Regions from separate parts of the Mus musculus genome. Here region 2 is linked to region 1. Evidence: chromatin contacts called from public HiChIP or PLAC-seq data. All regions are on one chromosome and are shown on one strand. The core of a region is the stretch at or near the end of the contact, and the rest is flanking DNA. Distances in the headings are between cores, read along the strand shown.

What was found. HiChIP or PLAC-seq counts read pairs in DNA pulled down with a chosen protein or histone mark.
Region 2: a contact with region 1 is called in an HNF4G HiChIP or PLAC-seq map of pancreatic cancer cells. The contact joins the promoter of Cyp26a1 here to the promoter of A330032B11Rik in region 1.

What each region holds. Positions count from the first base shown.
Region 1 is chr19:37,169,953-37,176,628 of GRCm38.p6, reverse strand. It overlaps A330032B11Rik (RIKEN cDNA A330032B11 gene), which reads right to left and starts at 2,786. Exons shown (of 3, transcript NR_045329.1): 1 at 2,596-2,786; 2 at 553-614. Cpeb3 (cytoplasmic polyadenylation element binding protein 3) reads left to right here. Exons shown (of 11, transcript NM_001290827.1): 2 at 1,644-2,662. The coding sequence starts at 1,655.
Region 2 is chr19:37,695,134-37,701,809 of GRCm38.p6, reverse strand. Cyp26a1 (cytochrome P450, family 26, subfamily a, polypeptide 1) reads right to left here and starts at 4,002. Exons shown (of 7, transcript NM_007811.2): 1 at 3,712-4,002; 2 at 3,295-3,519; 3 at 2,739-3,029; 4 at 2,501-2,659; 5 at 1,780-1,914; 6 at 1,040-1,192; 7 at 274-800. The coding sequence starts at 3,900. The coding sequence ends at 459. It overlaps Gm32342 (a long non-coding RNA gene), which reads left to right and starts at 4,264. Exons shown (of 3, transcript XR_003952929.1): 1 at 4,264-4,650; 2 at 4,947-5,082.

The sequences.
Region 1 (6,676 bases), core at 1,537-4,036:
ATTTGTTTGCAAGGTCTCAGCCCTGTAATATTCAGATATTTAAAGCAATTAAACATATTCTGAGACAAGCTCATTCAATGATAACTACATGCATGGAAATCTCTTGGTTTTGAATGATTACTGTTTTCACCCTTGAGTAAGAAAACAGGTTGTATGACATAGGTGAATATAGCCCTGCTATGTGAAGTGGAAAATACCATACACTCCTTATATGGCTAAATGAAGCAGTGAGGGTAATGCACTATAATTACAATGTATGAGAATTTGGGACTTTGTACTCCTCTATTTTTAACAGTTGCTAGCATATGGTAATTCAGGGTCGTCAAACCATAGTCTTTCATTGCTAATACTAGTGATAAAAGAATGGATTCTAAATTTGCCAGTCTTGTGACCGAGGCAGCAGCAGGAGGATTCAAAAATGAAAATCTGGCAACCCCAGAATTATCTTGACTGTCTACTTAAATCTCAGATGCATTTTTAAAGTCCCGCCCCCTCTCCATCTCACAGACTCCCTCCCCTCCCCTCCTCACTCCCCACCTTCCTCCCTCTGACCTCAAATCCAAGCAGAAGCATTTCTCCACTCTGCAGAGAATTTCTCAGGCTCCCGTAGAGACCTGAAATGCCAAGAAGCCAGTAAATCACTTGGGCGGCAGAACTGGAGAGGAGAAAATCGGAGAATAAGCAGAAAACCCACAATCCTTAGAGTAATAAGAAGCAAACACTTCTAAACGTTTCAGTAGGTTTTTTTCTTTTCTTTTACTTCTTTTCTTTTCTTTCTTTCTTTTTTTAAAGTCAGGTTTCTTATATACCAGGCTGGACTCGAACTGGCTAAATAGTTAAGCCTGACCTTGAATTTTTGATCCTTCTGCCTCTCCCTCAGAGTACTAGGATTTCAAGCATGCGCCACCACGCCCGGCGATTTTCATTTTTCTAAAAACTGAGGTTTCTTTTATATTAAAACGTCTCCTAACAAAATGGAGTAGCTGCCGCTACGGAGAGGCCAGAGAATGATTGTGCAGCTGAGTTCTTCCAACAAATGCCAAAGATTTTGTCTCTCGAGGTTCGCTGCAGCCAAATGAAACAATCATCCGAGGCAAGAAGGCAGTTTGCTAATCAAGAGGGCTAAGTCGGCTTAAAAAATGGTTTCTAAGTGCTCCAGCTGGGGAAGGGGGAAAGAGGGTCGTGTACCAAGTCTTTTTAACCTTGCTGAAGGACGCAGCACTATTTATTGACGTATGCAAATAACTGGGGGAGGGTGGTGCTTGGGAAAAAACAGGAACCAGAATCAGTTTCTCATTGCAGGGTGAACGCTCTGAGTTCCGGTGAAGGGAAAAGAGACGTGGCGAAATTGCTGTCTTTCTGTCTTATAAGCACATCTCTCACTAACACAGAAAAGGGGCCGAGACGTCAGAAAGGGTGAAGACGCTCTCACAGTATTTTTAGAGACCTTGCTCGATCCCTCCAGCTCCCCCCACCCCCCTCCCAGCCCGACTTGTTCTTCTAAATGCGAGATTATGGATTTGCATTGCAATTGGCTAGTGGCGGTGGCACTGGATTTTCGCAAGTAAAACACCCGCCCGCTTCAGTGAGGGGCATTCATGATCACACTGACAATAACGCATCTCTCTTTCTTCCCGTTTCAGCTGCGCAAACCATGCAGGATGATTTACTGATGGACAAAAGCAAAACCCAGCCCCAGTCTCAGCAGCAGCAGCGGCAGCAGCAGCAGCAGCAGCAACAGCTCCAGCCCGAGCCCGGCGCAGCTGAAGCCCCGTCCACGCCCCTCTCCTCAGAGATCCCCAAGCCCGAAGACAGTAGCGCAGTGCCGGCCCTCAGCCCCGCCTCGGCTCCGCCAGCCCCCAACGGCCCCGACAAGATGCAGATGGAGTCGCCGCTCCTGCCGGGCTTGAGTTTCCATCAGCCCCCTCAGCAGCCGCCGCCGCCGCAGGAGCCCACGGCGCCCGGAGCGTCGCTGTCGCCGTCCTTCGGCAGCACCTGGTCCACAGGCACTACAAACGCGGTGGAGGACAGCTTCTTCCAGGGGATCACCCCAGTCAACGGGACCATGCTCTTCCAAAACTTCCCGCACCACGTCAACCCGGTCTTCGGAGGCACCTTCTCGCCGCAGATCGGCCTGGCGCAGACCCAGCACCATCAGCAGCCTCCACCGCCCGCGCCGCAGCCGCCGCAGCCCGCGCAGCCCCCGCAGGCGCAGCCCTCGCAGCAACGCCGCTCGCCCGCCAGCCCCAGCCAGGCGCCCTATGCGCAGAGGAGCGCCGCTGCCTACGGCCACCAGCCCATCATGACCAGCAAGCCGTCCTCATCCTCGGCGGTCGCGGCTGCTGCGGCCGCGGCCGCTGCCTCTTCGGCCTCGTCCAGCTGGAACACGCACCAGAGCGTGAACGCCGCCTGGAGTGCTCCGTCCAACCCGTGGGGTGGCCTGCAGGCGGGCCGAGACCCTCGCCGCGCGGTCGGCGTGGGCGTGGGTGTAGGTGTGGGGGTACCCTCCCCGCTTAACCCCATCTCGCCGCTCAAAAAGCCCTTCTCCAGCAATGTGATCGCTCCACCCAAGTTCCCTCGTGCAGCCCCGCTCACCTCCAAGTCCTGGATGGAGGATAACGCTTTCCGGACCGATAATGGTAACAATCTGTTGCCTTTTCAGGTAAAGTCCCTGTGCTCTTGCACACTCCTTCTTCTCGCATGTTTCTCCCCTCTTCCTAGTTATTTTAATTGGTCCACTCGCTGTTATTTAGAAGGCACAGCAAATTCCAGCACCCTCCAAATCCTCTGGTTCACCGGGTCCATTCCATCCAATCTGGGTGGGGGTGGGGGCGAAGTTGAGTGGACATTGTGACTGCTTGAGGGTAGGAAAGGGCTTTTTTCCCCCAGTTCATTTCCTCCTTCACTGTGCTTGTGCTTTTTATTTTGGCCTTCTTTGACAAATTAAGCCGCAAGTGTATAGTCAGGTGCGGGAGTAGTCCCAGGAGGAGTAGGCTGAGATTCCTATCATTTTAAGTAGCTACACATTTTCAGGTTACGCAATACTAGGCTCAAGGTGCGGACCAAAAGCCATTCACGCCCAAATCACCCTGGTTTGTTAACAGCCTTTGAGTGGTGCTATTTCAAATAGTTGCCTATGCCCAACTAAACTAATGTGAACCCATGTGTTTATGTCTAAGGTGCTGGAATCATTAATAATCAGCATATTGCCCTGGCAGGAAAATTACGAGTGTGAGAATCCAATGAATACCCGGAACTATAAGGGATCGAAGTGGAAAGAGTGGAAATTTTAGGGAGAACTAGTCCCATGTTACTTAAAAGAAGGTTTAAAAAAAATTTTTCCCCCAGAGGAGAGAGACAATAGGACACGACCTTCAGAGCCATATTGCAATGGAGTCTATTTGCTAACTAGCACTGAAATATTTAAAGCTGCAGTGTCCTTCACCAGTTGGGTTATTTAAGACAATGCAGATCAATTACACCATTTGAAACTGGGCAAAGTGAAAGTCTTGCAACTTTAATGAAAAATGAGTCTTGTCCCTCGGTATTAAATGCCAATGAAAAATCCAGGAAGTGCCCCGGACGAAAAGATTGAATGGACAAAGTGTCCTTGTTTCTGTTGCTTTTTCATGTGGTCTGTAGCCACAGCAGTAGACAGGATCCTGGGCCTTTGGATCAGAAAGGGGAACTGAGTGTGTGTGTTCATTGGGAACCTTTGCTGTCTAATAGGCACTTACCCTGGGCCTGTGAAGTGATTTGGCCATAAGCTTCCCTACAAGAGAAAGGCTGGGTGTGGTGGTTACAGCTTGTAGTTCACCACCAAGGCTGGACGATGAGATTGGGACTTCCAGCTCGGTCTGTGTTTCTTACAAGATCTTGTCTCAAAAAGGAAAGAAAAGGAATCCTTCGGCCCCCGCTGACAGACGCTAGCCTGGCAGTTTGACAGAGGTTGAAGGCTCTCAACCTGGCACAGATGGAGCCGTCAGTTTGCTGGTTTTTACCTTTCCGATGTTTGGGGGGTGGGTTGTATCATTTCGAAGGAAATGGGATTATTGAAAGGATGTCTCTGGGCTAGAGCCAGAATTTTTGTTTTGAACAGTTGAAGGAGACCCATGAAAGCTCTAAATTGTGTTTAGGAGAGTTTTGTTGTTTGGGTTTGGGTTTTTCTGGGTGGTGCTCAGGCTGGTACCTAGTTCCTGCTCATGTTGAACACACTCTTAGTCCTAAGTAGAGGCTGCAGTGAGCAAGGCTCTCACATGCTTTCAGAAGGGTCCTCCAGGAACAGGGCATTTGAATAGTAAGGCACAGTTTTAGATGAGCTCCTGCTGATTGCTGAGGATGACCTTCAACTCCCGAGCCTCCTGCCTCCACCTCCTGGGCTGCAGACTCCTGCTACCACTTTCATATCTTGCTTCTTTCCATTCTAAAGTTGATTTTCATGACTGGGATTAGTTCTGTAGGCAGAGGGAGGTGAGCAGGACAGGTTCTGCTGTAGTTGGTACTTGGAAGGAGGGGCTGCTGCCTTGACAGTTTCTCTTTTTATTCTGAGGCTTTCTATCCAAACCCATTCAGAAAAGATAATCCAAATTCCTTTTTAATGTTTAAAGGATTTGTGAATGTGTGTGTCTGTGTCTGTCTGTGTGTGTGTGTGTGTGTGTGTGTGTGTGTGAGAGAGAGAGAGAGAGAGAGAGAGATGGATGCCTGGTGCATGTTTGGTGATCAGAGGAAAACCTTATGGAATCCATTCTCTCCTTCACCTTTATGTGGGCTCTGGCATCAAACTCTGACTTTTTTAAGGCAAGGCTAGTATCATCTACATAGTGAAATCCAGGACAGCTAGGGCTGCACAGAGAAACCCTGTCTGAGAAAGCAAAACAAAACAAAACAAAACAGGAAAGAAAAAGAAAGTCCAGGGGGAGAGGAGGAAGAGAAGGAAGAAGTTGGAAAGAATATAATCCAAAATTTTGGAGAGGGGTCTGAGATATAGCTTTGTTGCTAAAGTGTTTGCCATAAAAACATATGTGGACTTGAATTTTGGTCTGAAGCATCCACATTAAAAAACCCTGAGTTTTCATAGAGGAAGACGATGCCACTGACCTCTGGCCTCTACATATGTTTGAAAATACACCCTCTCCCCTTCCCTCCCTCCCTCCCTCCCTCCCTCCCTCCCTCTTCACCAATCCCTTGTATGGAGCACCAGTAGCATGAGGATTGCTAGTGTTTCTCAACAAATCCTTTGCCAAATCCTTTGCCAATGATGCTTCTAAGGCAAAACATAATTGTACTTTGCACTTTTTTGTTGTTGTGATAGATGGAAATATTATTGAGTGGGCAAAATGATTGAATCATTTGATTAAAAGTAAACATTTTTTGTTTGGCTTCAAGAAAAATTATATGTACTCTGTGTCTCATTTCTATTTCTTATTTAAAACAGTTCTTTAGGGTCTTTTTTTTTTTAGATTTTTAAATTATTATTTATTTGTATTTGTCTGTGAGAGTATGTGCTGTGTATGTGCAGGTACCTGCCTAGGCCAGATGAGGGCATCTGATTCCCTAAAGCTGGAATTATGTTCAGTAACCTTCAGATGTGGGTGTTGGGAATTGAACCTGGATTCTGGAAGAATAGTAAGTGCTCTCACCCACTGCATCTCTCCAGTTAGACCTTTATGGCTTTTAAGTAGCATTGTACTGAGTGGTGCATACCTGTATTCAGTCAAAAGAGGTTGAGGCAGGAGGATACTTTGGCCAACATTGTGAAAAGTCTGGGTTATGTTATTGTTGTTGTGTTGTGTTTTGTTTTGTTTTTGAAACAGGGTCTCTCTGCATAGATATTCCTGGCTGTCCTTGAACTCAGTACATAAAGTAGGCTGCCGTGAAACTCAGAGATCTGCTTGACTCTGCCTCCTGCATCCCAAGTGCTGGGATTAAAGGCATGTGCCATTATATCTGGCAAAAATTTGTTTGTTTGTTTGTTTGTTTGTTTGCTTTTCAAGACAGGTTTTCTCTGTGTAGCCCTGGCTTTCCTAGAAATGTTTTATAGACCAGGCTGTCTTCTAACTGAGAGACCTACCTCCCTCTGCCTCCCAAGTATTGAGATTAAAGGTGTTCCCCCACCTTAGCCTGGCAAAATCCTGTTTCTAAAAACAGTTTTAGATTCAAGGGTAGTAGCTCATCCCTGTAATTTTAGGACCCAGAGGGCTGATACAGGAGGATTACAATGAGTTTGAGGTCATCCTGAGCTATAGAGTAAGATAATGTCTCAATGCAACAAAACAGAAAATATAAGTAGAACCAGAAAAATAAATTGGTTGTGTTTTGGCTTATAAGTTTGCCAACATGGTTTATGTTGATAACTATGCTGACTATGTGTATAGCCTGTATGTCTGTCTGTATACTACCTCCATGCCCTTGGAAGCTAGAAGAGAGCATTGGATCCCCTAGGCCTGGAGTAACAGATGGTTGTGAATGACTGTGCCACTTCTGGGAATTGAACCCAAGTTCTGTGGAAGAGCAGCCAGTGCTCTTAACCACTGAGCCATTTCTCTAGCCCCTAATCAAATATGTTTAAAAAGCAAAGTATCTCAATTCTTAATGGGCAGAATTTCATGTTTGTGCATTTATTTAGATACTTTTTCTAGGGCTGTATGTATTTTGTTTCTTTAGATCGAAAAGGTTT
Region 2 (6,676 bases), core at 2,753-5,252, 520 kb before region 1:
ATCAGCATACACATAATAATATATATTTTCTGACATGGGGGAGAGACCTATGGTTTCACTCTAAATCATTTTAAATACACAAAGTACAAACACTGAGCCAGTCAGATTCCCTAACAGGACTTTTTGTTGTAGTGTTTGTTTAAGACAGGATTTCTGTAGCCCAGGCTAGCCTTGAATGCCTGCTCTTCTTGCCTCCACCTTCCAAGTCCTAGTATTACAGCAATGTACCACCATGGGCAGCTTGCCAACAAGAATCTTAAAAAGCAAGAGAAGCACTTTTTAATTTTACTTTATTGGGAAATCATACAAATTCATTATTTTAATATTTAAGACCACGGGACTGTAGTAGAGACACATAAATATCATACTATACATTTAGAAATTAAATAAAGTCAACATGACACTATTTTAAAAAAAACAATATACACTTCAAATAAGTCCAAGAATTGAAATAGCTATCAGATATCTCCCTGGAAGTGGGTAAATCTTGCAGGGAGATTGTCCACAGGGTACACAGTGGGGCTTGTCTTCATTGTAGGAGGTCCATTTAGAAGCTGCCAATCACAGTGCCTAGCCAGCTCCACTGTAAATATCTTAAGAAGAATTTTTGCAAACTCTTTGCCTACACAGCTCCGAAGGCCTCCTCCAAATGGAATGAAGCTGAACCGGGAAGCATCCTCTGGATGAGGCACTATAAAGCGGTCGGGATTAAATTCCTCCTTGTTAGTGAAGATATCTGCCACATCGTGGGTGTCACAGATACTGTAAATAACATTCCAGCCCTTGGGGATCTGGTATCCCTGTTTAAAAAAAAAAAAAAATCCTAAGAATTGACAATCCCGGCCCTGAGCTTGCAACAACAAAAAGTCATTACTAGCATGGATGGCATTAAGAGAGGAGAGCAAATTGGTTCCCAGTACCATAGGAGGCAGGACACTGTCAAGGGCAGTGAGCCACTGCTCTGGGCAGCTGATGCTCAACAGCATAGCAGAGTGGACGTGGACGAGGGCTGGGGGTGGGGGACAGGAGGTGCACTCACATTCAGCTCAAAAGTCTTCAGAGCAACCCGAAACCCTCCTGGAACCGGAGGATTCAATCGCAGGGTCTCCTTAATGACACACCCAGTGTATTTAAGCTGTTCCAAAGTTTCCATGTCTAACTTGTTGTCTTGATTGCTCTTGCAAAGTAAGCCCTATGGAAACAGATAAAAAAGTGAGTGATGGATCCCTGGGCACTCCAAAAAAAAAGTCAGCCCAGCAGGACTCACCTGTTAACTAAACCTGAAGGCGTCTGGATGGGAGAGGATAAAAGGGAAAGAGCTGATGGCCTGATGGCCTTCCTTTCCACACTTCCTCAGCCTAAACCCATTATCCAGACAATGTTGCTTATCAGGTATATAAAGGGTCATACCCTGAGCCCTCACCAACACTGCGACCCTGATCAGCTATTGGCTCTAATCACATTATTCATGTTCTTGGTCAGGGAAAGGAGAACCTTGCTCTATAAAAGGTGGTGATGGTGGTGGTGGTGGAGGAGGAAGAGGAGGAGGAGGAGGAGGAGGAGGAGAGGGTCAAATTCTGCCCAAGAGAGAGCCCAGTACAAACAACTGCCTTTTTAAATTCACGAGGTGGAGTCTCTCCCCCACAGTCCCACCTAGCTCTCAGATCTTCACTGTCATAGTACTGGGTGTATCGAGCAAACTTATATACAGTGGGGGTGGTGGTGGTGGTTAATAGAGGAATGTCCTAGGCAAATGGGGAACCTCTAGAATCATCCTACCTTGCTCTTTATCTCTTCTCGAACTTTCTGGAGGACATGTGGGTAGAGTCCTAGGTAAGTGATCAGTGACGTCGCAGCACTGGCTGTAGTTTCATGACCACCAAAGAGGAGCTCTGTTGACGATTGTTTTAGTGCCTAAGGATAAAAACGGAAGTTTATACAGATCTGAGTGCAGTTTATAGCACTGTTACAAAGACCTGACCTGAGAATATTGCACGGAAGACTTCAAGGGTAAAATCCGTTTTGTTCATAGAAAGTCAAAGACCACAAACAAAAACGCAAAACTCCCTTAATCCTGCTCTTCCGCTTTAACCTTTGTAGATGAGCCTTGCCCTTTGAACTTTGGGATCTTCCCCATTGCTCAGCCACCCCCTTCCACAGCTCTCTAGACCAATGCCACCCTTTAATACGGTTCCTCGTGTTGTGGTGACCCCCAACGATAAAATTATCTTTGTTGCTACTTCATAACGGTAATTTTGCTACTGTTATGTTTCTTGATGTAAATATCGGATATGCAGATGCTCTTAGGCGACCCTTCTGAAAGGGTTGTTTGGCTCCGTGAAGGGGTCACGACCCACAGGTTGAAAAGCTCTAGACCTAGCATCGCCGCCCACTTGGAAGTAGCTGGGGCCTTGACAGGGCTTTGGAGACCCCCAGAAAGTGTGTCTGGAAAGTCAGAGGCACTCCCCGGCCCTTGGCACCTTTTGAAATTGCTTCTCACCTGCATATCCAGCCTCTCTCCCCTCTCCCACGAGTGCTCAATCAGGAGCTGCAGCGCGTCCTTGCAACCCCCATCCGGCTCTGTAGCCTGAAGCCGGCGGATCTTGGCGCGAATGTTCTCCTCGATGCGCGCGTGTATAAGGTTCCGCGCCTTCACGCCCTGAGCGCGGAGAGAGCGTGGCGGTGAGCGGATGCCCGAGCTTGCGTTCCCCTACTCCGACTCCGCAAACCGCCCTTACCCGGTACAGGCCGCTAAAGGGCACGTCAATGGGAAGAGAGAAGAGATTGCGGGTCATCTCCTCGAAAGCCTCCACGAGCTGCTGCTCGTCCTCCCCGCCGCCCGCTGGACCCGGCTCGCAGCCCAGCAGGATGCGCATGGCGATGCGGAACATGAGGCGCTTCACCTCGGGGTAGACCAGGAGGCCGCGCTCGCCGCAGCTTAGCCACTGCTCCAGACAACTGCTGACTTCCTCAGCGATCACGGGCACGTAGCACTGGAGTGCCTCGCGGCTGAAGGCCTGCATAATCACCTGAGCACCCCCCAGGAGCAGAGAGTGTTACAATCCTCTACTTTCCCTCAGCCCCCCCCCCTTCGCCTTTCCGAGTACCCTTTCAAGAATTTCAGTCCCCCCAGGACTAACCCACGTGCTAGCAGAAAAGCTAAAGTGGATCTCAGATAGAGAGGGTCCTGGTCCCCACCACATAGGACTAGCCCTCGCCCCGCATCTATTTGCCTGAACCAAGCCATAGGATGAGGTCTCCCTGCCAGCCAAGGAGTTGCCAGCTCACCCTCACCTTCTTTCGCTGCTTGTGCGAGGAATCGTGCAGGTTGGAGAGGCAGCCAGCGCCCAGGATGGTGCGCACCGACGCGGGCCAGTGCACCGACACCAACCGGTGCTCTCCCAGCAAGATGCGCCGCACATTATCCGCGCCCATCACCCGCACCGTGGGCCGCCCAAACAGATGCGTCTTGTAGATGAAGCCGTATTTCCTGCGCTTCATCTGCAGAAACTTCCTCCGCTGAGAGGGAGGTGGAGGAGAGAGACCCGCAACCCGCATGAGGGGGCGCCGGGGAGCATCTGGTCTCCGTCTAGCCCCTCTTCCAAGCCGTGGTCGCCTCCCTCGCGAGGACACTTATCCCACCTTCAGCCCAGGCCCAGAGCTGAGGCGGACTCCGGGGGAAGCGTCAGGTCCCTTCCCGAGCTCCCTTACCTGAAGCACCATCTGCAATGTTTCCCCAAAGAATGGGAAGCCCATGGTACCGGGGGGCAAGGGGAGGGCGCAGCTGCGATCGCGGCTGCTCACACAGTACAGGTCCCAGAGCTTGAGCGCCGCCAGGAAGAGCAGCAGCGGCAGCACGAAGGTGCAGAGCGCACTGGCCAGCAGCGCCGGGAGCCCCATGGCACGCTTCAGCCTCCCGCGCCACCTGCCGCCGCCGCCCTAGCTCCGAACCCCGCCGCGCGCCCTCTTTATAAGGCCGCCCAGGTTACTGCCCACGTTACCTTGGTCAGACAAATTAGTTCACCCAAAGTTCATCTTTAATTGCGGATCGGGCCCCTGGCTCCTCCCCCCTCGAGGCGCTGCCCAAAAAAATCTTTAACCGTTTGTTCCGCGCCGAGGCAGAGGCGGCGCACTGGCGGCTTCCCTCTGAGCGCGCCTCCTGGGGGTGCGGGACTAGGAACACCTCTTTCCTTGTCCTAGGTGTGCAGAGCTCCGAGTTACCACGGTGCGGCTTCGGGCGGGGGAGGGGGCGGGGGGAGTGGGTTGTGGATCGGGGTTCCAAGAAGTGGGAATTTGGAGTCCTGGGTTTCCTAGCTGTCTCTCTGCTGTCCCTCGAGCCGGGTCGAACCAGCTGCCCGAGCCCGAAGCCTTCCCAGCTCACCATTCACAGGCGCCTCGTGGGCTCTTTTCCATTGGCTTGGAAAGCGCGTTCAAGAATCATCGTTCAATGGACTTGACCCACCGGTTGAGTAAATGAGATTCCAAACGCTTCCTGATCTGGGAGGATCCCAAGAAGATCCCAGGGCGAGGGTCCTAGCCGGTCTCGGAGGTCAAGTATGACTGGCGGATCGTGGACGCTAGCTTTCCAGGGCCCCACAGGCGAGCCAGCGCATGAAGACTTGGAAAATCCTGCTTTCGAGTTCAAAGCAAGTAAGCCTCCAGGTCTCTGGGACCCCCAGGTGCAGCCTTGCACATGCCTGACTCCCTTCTCTAAGCCCTGGTGGGGTACTAAGGAGACCAGAGGCTCCAAAGTCAACCTCCACTGTAGTAATACCGCCAAGCCGGCCCAATTCCTATAGCCCTGGGGCTTGCAACCTCAGCCAAGCGGCCGGGAAGAGGGCCCCCAGTCCAGGCAGATATGGGGAGGAATACAGGGAGGAAACCCCCCTTTCCACCTTGGCTCGCCTGTATCTTGGGTGAGTCACCAGGCTGTCTGTTTCTCTTAGGACAAAGTTGATCGTTTCCACTTCGTCTACACCACAAGGCAGCTGTGAGTTCGCTAATAGAGTGGTCTGGTTTCAGGGTTCTAGAACCTTCCCTCTACTCTCCCAGATCCCATCCACTGTAAAGCCACGGAGCCTGGTAAGAGGGTTGTTTGGACCTATGCTTCTGGCACAGGCCATTGGGAACGTTATGGGAATCCACTGGGGGTTGACTGTGAAACTTCAATCGTCAGCTCCTTCAGTCAATAACTAACGGGCACAGGGGAACTGCGTGGTGCGTGTGCGCGCGCGCGCGCGCGCGCACACACACACACACACACACACACACAAGGCTTCTCATGTCCTCCCGCCACAAAGCTTTGGCCAGTCAGCACCACACATTGCCTTGATTTGGGCACTGAATGCACCAGTGGCGCGGAAAACTAACAGAATGACGTGTGTTTGTTTAGAACTGAACATGGGCTCTAGCGAAAACACACCCGCAGCCCTTGGGAAGAGTCCATTGGGGATGAAAAACTTGCTTTTTGAAAGCTGTTCAATATGTGGTCTCCTGCGGTGGTTCCTAAACGTCTCCCTGGAGTTGGGGGTGTCATAAAATGACCTCAAAGGTCCTGCGGGCAGCACAAACTTAGCAACTCTCTAAGCCGGGATGCCCATGGGTTGTATTTCGGGGACTCAGTGGTTCCCTATAACTATCTCTAACCAGCTTTTCAGAGGCTCTGGGGAGGCGGGCGCTGCCACTGTCATATCTTGTAATGATTTGGTTACTGTAAAGAATGAGAACCGATTTCTGGCACCGGCAGGAACGCAAACGAATTGTGCTGGGGGTAATTCTCAGAAACTTCGGTCCGCCCCTTTCTGGAGAGCGCCTCCGGCCCGGTGTGCAAACCCGGCCAGGCCAGCGGGGGCGTGACCTGGGGCCCATTCCCAATCCTTTAGCCTGACCCGCCTGTGACCCCTGCAGGCCGGACCGTGACATCTCAGTGAACTCTGCCGGGCCACCCCACCAAGTTCAGCCTGCTCCTGTTTACAACATGAGCCCGGCTAGCTAGCACTCTGGAAATGGCCACAAGGAAAAAAAAACAATACTTAAAAAATAAATACGAAATCTAACTGGCTATCAAGATCCGCGGGCCGCCTGGTAGAAAAACATTAAATGTTAGAGTGTAAGATCATTTTAAATCTCCAAGGGCAAGGGCGAGGGAGGTCCATAAACTACCAGCCCAATAAGAACTTGATCTAGGAACTTCACCAAAGTTTATTGGGTGGTGGTCGGTGGGGAAGGAAGGTTGGCTCGTTGGGAACCAAATCGTTGGCCGGTTTTCCTATTACTAAGGGACCAGAGCTGTGGGGGTCGGGTTTCTCGTGCTGGTTGTCTCTGCTGTTTTGTTTTTGCTAGTGGACATGGATCGCAGCAAACAGGTGGCCCGCGTGAGCTCCTGGGCTTTCTTTCTCTTCAGCCCTCTAGCTTTCTCTCTGGTCTCTGTGTTCCATACCTGCTGCTGTTCCCAGCCAGGGAACCCAGGCCAACATGCCTGATCCCTGCCAATGTCACCTCAGACCGGTTCCCTTGCCCAACCGTTGGAATTCAGGTCGGAGGCGCGCTGCGTGGAAAGGTTTTTGTTGCTTTTTCATCTCTCTGTGCTTTTCTCCACTGGGCGGTTTTCGTATGTTTGCTTGGTTGGTTGGTTTTTGGCTTTGTGTTGCTGGTTTATTCACTGTCTGCCTCTTCG